2 separate regions of the Arachis hypogaea genome follow, and region 1 is linked to region 2. The links are chromatin contacts, called in public Hi-C maps. All regions are on one chromosome and are shown on one strand. Each heading gives the region's core, a stretch centred on a gene start, on an enhancer-like site or on the middle of the called end of the contact. The rest is flanking DNA. Distances are from core to core; before and after follow the strand shown.

The links. Hi-C and Micro-C count contacts between places; a contact is called where the count stands out from the background.
Region 1: a Hi-C map of leaf shows a contact between it and region 2, with 4 times the contacts expected there. The contact joins the promoter of LOC112785164 here to the promoter of LOC112785151 in region 2. A contact is called at or near these places in 2 of 8 Hi-C or Micro-C datasets (both in leaf).

The regions. Positions count from the first base shown.
Region 1 is chr20:110,278,813-110,281,919 of arahy.Tifrunner.gnm2.J5K5, forward strand. LOC112785164 (carbamoyl phosphate synthase small chain, chloroplastic) reads left to right here and starts at 1,355. Exons shown (of 10, transcript XR_003194170.3): 1 at 1,355-1,567; 2 at 1,779-1,911; 3 at 1,991-2,079; 4 at 2,174-2,302; 5 at 2,407-2,535; 6 at 2,611-2,723; 7 at 2,814-3,107.
Region 2 is chr20:110,106,564-110,110,027 of arahy.Tifrunner.gnm2.J5K5, forward strand. LOC112785151 (WAT1-related protein At5g64700) reads left to right here and starts at 2,160. Exons shown (of 7, transcript XM_025828594.3): 1 at 2,160-2,665; 2 at 2,762-2,824; 3 at 2,891-3,007. The coding sequence starts at 2,493.

The DNA.
Region 1 (3,107 bases), core at 105-2,604, 170 kb after region 2:
AAATAAACATTGCGGTGCAAAGACAGTAGAAAAAACTCCAAATTCACAAAAATTGTCATAGAAAAAGCAATAAAACAAAATAAAGTAAAATGAAACCTGAGTAGTTCGCAGGGGCAGAGACGAAGCACAACAACGCAGAGGGACCGAGAAGTGTGGTGTGGCGGCAGTAGAAGGAGTAGTGGCGGTGCTGAGTGCAGGCAGCAACAGCGATGGTGGTAGTTGCAGAGATGTGACAGGAACATGAACACTAGTGAAAAAGTTCTAGCAGAGATATCACTTTCATCTCTGAAATTATGATTAAAATGAAATCTGAGTAGTTCGTGGGGGCAAAGACAAAACACAACAACGTAAAGGGACCGGAAAGGTGGTGTGGCGGCAGTAGAAGGAGTAGTGGCGGTGCTGAGTGCAGGCAGCGACAACAACGGTGGTAGCTGTAGAAATGTGACAAGAAAACGAACATTAGTGAAAAAACTCTAGCAGAAATATCTCTTTTATTTCTGAAATTATGATTAAAAGAAATGAAAAAAAAGTGTAAAAACCAAAATTAGAGAGACAAAATTTTAATTATTAATTTTTTTAAAAATAAAAAAATAGAGTTCAATTTATAAATATTTGTTGGCGAGTTCACGATACTTCCACATAAAATAAAGAATAAGGAATTTATGACCTATTAATAGTGTTTAACAAAAACGTTTAAAAAGGACCAATATTTTTCTAGGCTAAATTTTTTAGATTAGGATGAATTTTATGTGAAATACGATAATATTTTATTATTAATGTTTTACACTGTTATATTAGTAGTACAAATATCATTAATTTTTTATAATAAAAATATTTAATTATAAAAGACAAAATATAGGTGAGATAAAATATTATTAATGTTTTTGTGTAGATTTATAATAATATATAACACATAATTTATATCCTTTTTAAAAAATTCATCTCTAATAATTTAATATAAAAGAAAATAAGGTTTTTTTTTTTTTCTATCATGAAACAACCACCACAAAGTTCTTTTTTATGGTGTGAAGTTGACAAGTTCATGAATTAAACAATATCATTATTATTCAACTATTTATCTAAAATCTTTCAATACAGATATATAGTGTTGATGCACAAAAAAAGAAAAACTTAGTATAATGAATTATCTATTTTCTTAAACACCCGCTTTTTATTAGCAAAACAATATTTCAATTGAGCTTATTTGAATTTCTTAAGAAATTAATCTCTGATTTATTGGGATATCTCTTTGTCTTTAAGTAAAATTCAGGAAAATAATTATTTAAAAATTAGAAAAGTGAAAAAGGGAAAAAATGGATGAAACTTGAAATACTTAACAAAACCTAGCTCAACGAGGAGGGAAACAGTTATAACTTACAACTGAGTGACGGAATTCCTTTCGCTTTAACTCACTTTCAAACAACTCTGTCACCCTTTCCTCAAATGGCCACCAAAGCCTTCTCCGTATCCTTCGCTGACGTCACCAACAGCGTCAGCTTCCCCTTCGCTTCTAAACCCCCAACCGCATCTCCGAGACACTGCGTTTTCTCACTCACTTGCTCTGCCGGTAACCCTCTCTTCTCAACCACGAGTGTCTTAACTTAATGTAGTGTAATCAAACCAATCAATTTCACTTTATGAAATCCATTTCTTCTACTGTTGTGCATTGTCATTTGGATGCATGGAAATGATTAATGATTACACATAAACATGTTAGTTATAGTAATACAGCTCAGAGCTCAAACAAATTTGATCAAGTTTTCTTGCTTGATTCATAGGTAAGGGTGAGAGGCCTTGGAAAACTTCGGATGCAAGGCTTGTGCTTCAAGATGGTTCAATCTGGAATGCCAAATCATTTGGCGCTTCTGGAACCCAAGTTGGTGAAGTTGTTTTCAATACATCATTGACTGGGTGAGAAAAAACTATAACTATCAGGGAATTAGGATCTGTAGTTATCATTCTGAAATTTTGATAATTTTGTAAACTGCAGGTATCAAGAAATTTTGACGGATCCTAGCTATGCTGGCCAGTTTGTGCTCATGACAAATCCGCATATTGGGAATACCGGTGTAAATTTTGGTATGTGTTTATGTTATAACTATAATTTCCATGAGTCTTGAATCCATGTGCTTGGAATTCATTTAAACCCAATTTTGGATGCACTGCCCGATAGATGATGAGGAATCAAGACGGTGCTTCCTTTCTGGTCTAGTTATTCGGAGTTTGAGTATCAGTACATCAAATTGGAGATGTGTTAAAGCACTCGGTGATTACTTAGCGGAAAGGAACATCATGGGAATCTGTGAGTATTTGGTATATGAAATTTGTTTTGAGAAGTAATTTAATATCAAAATAATTTAAGTTCTTGCCATTGATTGAGTTTGATGGTAACTTGTGATGCAACAGATGATGTTGACACGCGTGCAATTACACGAAGATTGAGACAAGATGGCAGTCTTATTGGTGTCTTGAGCACTGATAATTCTAAAACAGAACAGGAACTACTGCAGATATCTCAGTCGTGGAACATTGTTGGTAAGGATTTGAGTCTTTGTGGTCATGTAAATGTTTTCTAAATTGAGTTACATGAGTCCTATTTTATATTTGTAGGTATTGATCTAATAAGCGGCGTCTCATGCATGTCTCCACTTGAATGGATTGATAAAACAGAAGATGAATGGGAATTCCGTCCAAATAAAGATCCAGCTGGAGAAACTTTCCATGTAATTATATTCCATTAGCACTGTCTCTTTCGTTTTGTTGTCTATTGGGGTTATTTAAGTTGTGCTTTCATGCCATCTAATGAACTGCAGGTAGTTGCTTATGATTTTGGGATTAAGCATAATATACTTAGGCGCTTAGCATCATACGGATGTAAAATTACAGTTGTGCCGTCTACATGGCCAGCATCAGAAACTTTGAAGATAAAGCCAGATGGGGTCATTTTAAGCAATGGCCCTGGAGATCCATCTGCCATTCCTTATGCTGTTGAAACTGTAAAGAATATTCTCGGAAAGGTGCCTGTTTTTGGAATTTGCATGGGCCATCAATTGTTAGGCCAGGCTTTAGGTGGCAAGACCTTCAAGATGAAATTTGGTCACCATGGA
Region 2 (3,464 bases), core at 910-3,409:
AAAATATTAGTAAATATGAGTGCAAATTATATACTAGCTAAGTGCTAGCCAAAATTTTACTGGTCATGTAGCATTGCTCTTTTATTTTTTTTTTTTTGTTAATTTTTTATAATTATATTTTTTATTATTATATTTTTTTAAAAGAAAAAAATGAGAATAAATTGAACTTTCATCATTTTTTTAGTTTATCACTAAATAAAATATAAGAACACTAATTTTTGTATGTCTATTCTTTGTGTCTTGTTTTTAGTATTTTATCTTATCCTATTCTCAGAATCAAACGTAGCCATAAATTAGAACATATACAATTTTCTAATAATAATGATAGAGGGATAATAATTTAAAATTATTTTATTTAATTTAATATATTTATAATTTTATATATATAACATTTACATTTATAATTATGTACTTATAACATTTAATATGATATATTTATTTTAATAATAATTAATAAAAATAAATAAAATTAAACAAAAAAAAATTATGGCTACTTGTAGCTAGTTCCTAAACTATCAAATTATGGGTCCCAAACATTTTTCTTTCCTAAACATATTATCACTAACATTCACCTCTAGTAGATCATTTATTTTTAGTTAACTAGGAAAATAAACAAAAATTTTATGAGCACACAAAATTAACTATAATAAATTTGGGATAATTTACATGGATAAATAATTTGGAGTTGAAATTACATAGATGTTTTAAATTAATTTTTGTATATGTCTACTCTAAACATCTTTATGTAAATCGAATCAAATAAATTCGATTTAGTACGTTGAGTAGTAAATCGAATCAACTTTATTTGATTTACTACTAATAAAACATATATATGTAAATCGAATCAACTTGATTCGATTTACTACTTACAACATATACATAGTAAATCGAATCTGCAAAAATTTACATTTTTACAAACTTATTAACTCAAAATGGAATAATAAACAATTTCTAAAAATTCATTAAAAATTATCGTTTGACTCATTAGTATCTAAAAAATCGTTATCGAGATTTTTGATGTTGAAAAAGTTATTGTAAAGTATGGCCCTCCAAAATAGTATAAGTGTTAAAACTTGGATTTTTTCAGAGTCAGAAATAACAGATAGTTATACAATAATATAAAAAGATCCACTATATTTATACAATATGTAATTTAAAAAATAATTAAAATATTTTTAATTAATATAATATTTTAAAGATGAATAAATAAATAAATGTCAATAATATGTATAGACAGTAAATCGAATTAGATTGATTCAATTTACTATGTATATGTTGTATAGTAATAAATCGAATCAATTTGATTAAATCAAGATTGATTTACTTAGTAGTAAATTAAGATTGATTCGATTTACTACTCAAACATACTAAATTGAATTCATTTAATTTGATTTATATAAATATGTTCATAACGGATATGTAACAAGAATTAGTTTAGGACATTTACTTAATTTTTAACTCCAAACTATTCATTCATGTAAATTACTCATAAATTTGTGTATAAATTTATATATTGTTTAATTTATTTTTAATATTTTTTATATTTTAATATATATTTTATATTAATAATTAATTTAATTTAGTAATTTATTTTTAGTATATAAATAGTATAATTAAAAAATATTAACTAATATTTTTTATTTTTGTTTTACATTTAAACCAATACTGGTAATTTTTTTTTATATTTTTTACATTAAAGATGTTGGCCCTATCATTCCCCAAATTAAATAAATATTCAAATCACATTTTCTTCATTCTAATTCACATCCACTCCTTATATTTTGTTTTCATTCCATTTATTATATGTCTCACCATCTTCAAAATTCCAAAAATACAATTTATTTTATGATATAAAATCAAATAAATACATTTTAAAAAAATATTCAAAATTATTTGAATTTATTATTTTTAGTTATTAGTTAGTTATTAATATTTAAAAATATAAGATAAAATATGTTGTTAGATTACTAGACTAAAAAAATTAAACTAAAAAAATTGAGTTAATAACTAAATAATAATAAAAAATAATAAATTTTAATGAGCTTAGCAAAATTTTGTTTTTAAATTCAGAAAAAACACGTGATGAAAATATAGTATATAGTATCAAAAACATCAATATTATGGTATTAAATTTGATGAGAGGAGGACAAGTTGCAAAAAGAAACCTGTGGGAATGAATGCATGAAGCCAGGAAAGAATTTTGCTAAAACAGAGAGCAGTAGAGTGAAGAAATAGATGGGAGGGATGTGGTGGGTCCCAATTCGAAAGAAGTAGAGATGAGAGCAAAGGTTACGTTTATATATATATAATGAAAACCACACACGTCCCCCTGCCCTTATTATATCACTTAATTACATTAATGTCTTGTTTGTTACTATGTGTGAAGTGTGAGATAGATGTGATGAGTCTCATCATCGATCACTCATCACCTCAGAAATAAAAGAAAGAAAGAAAGAGAGAAAGAAAGAAAGAGAGAGTAGAGTACAGTAGTAATGAAACGACAGAGAGCCTATGCGGTTGTGTTTGTAATACAAGCCATATATGCTGCCATGTTCCTTCTATCAAAAGCAGCATTCGATCATGGCATGAACAATTTCGTCTTTGTCTTTTACAGACAGGCCATTGCAACCCTTTTTCTCATCCCTTTTGCTCTCTTCTTCGAATGGTATTAATTTGATTTTCATATCATTTAATTCATTTTCAGATTAATTCTATAATAATAATAATGTGAAACTTGTTCCACTAATATATAATTGTGTAGGAAAACTGCGCCGCCTTTGCCTTTCGTCACCTTCTGCAAGATCTTCCTCCTTTCATTCTGTGGGTACGTATGAGTTCATATATGTTCCAGATTTACACTTAATTATATTTAATTTTTAATAATTTGCAGCATTACTTTGAGCTTGGATGTATATGGTATTGGTCTTATATACACGTCAGCAACGTTGGCTGCTGCTACCACAAACTGTCTTCCAGTTATCACCTTCTTCTTGGCGCTCTTACTCGGGTACCACATATTTAATTTTACCTACCATAACTTGTCTTTAAATTCTGTCCTCTGTCATGGAAATACAAAAATACACTTCAAAATGGAAAACTTTTTTTTTTTTTTTTTGTCTTTAAGTAATGAACTCAAATAATCCGACTTTAATTATATATGACCATTAACTTTATAATTCCTGTGTGAGCTTCACTACTTTGTTTTTAAGAGTGATTTAACTCTAATTTATCAGTTTGTCAACTTTGTCGCTTTAGGGTCATATAAATATCCTCAAAAGAGGATCAAGCAAAAACATGAGTTGTACTTAAATACTTGGACATCACCAGCTCGATCCAGTCCAGTTTTTCAGGTTTTGTTGGTTCATATTCCTTATGAGTTGTGAATAACACTCGCAGCTAGCGAATCCTAAAAGTACTGCCTTCATATTTTATTCTTTAGGGTATCTAGCTAGAGAGATCTATAC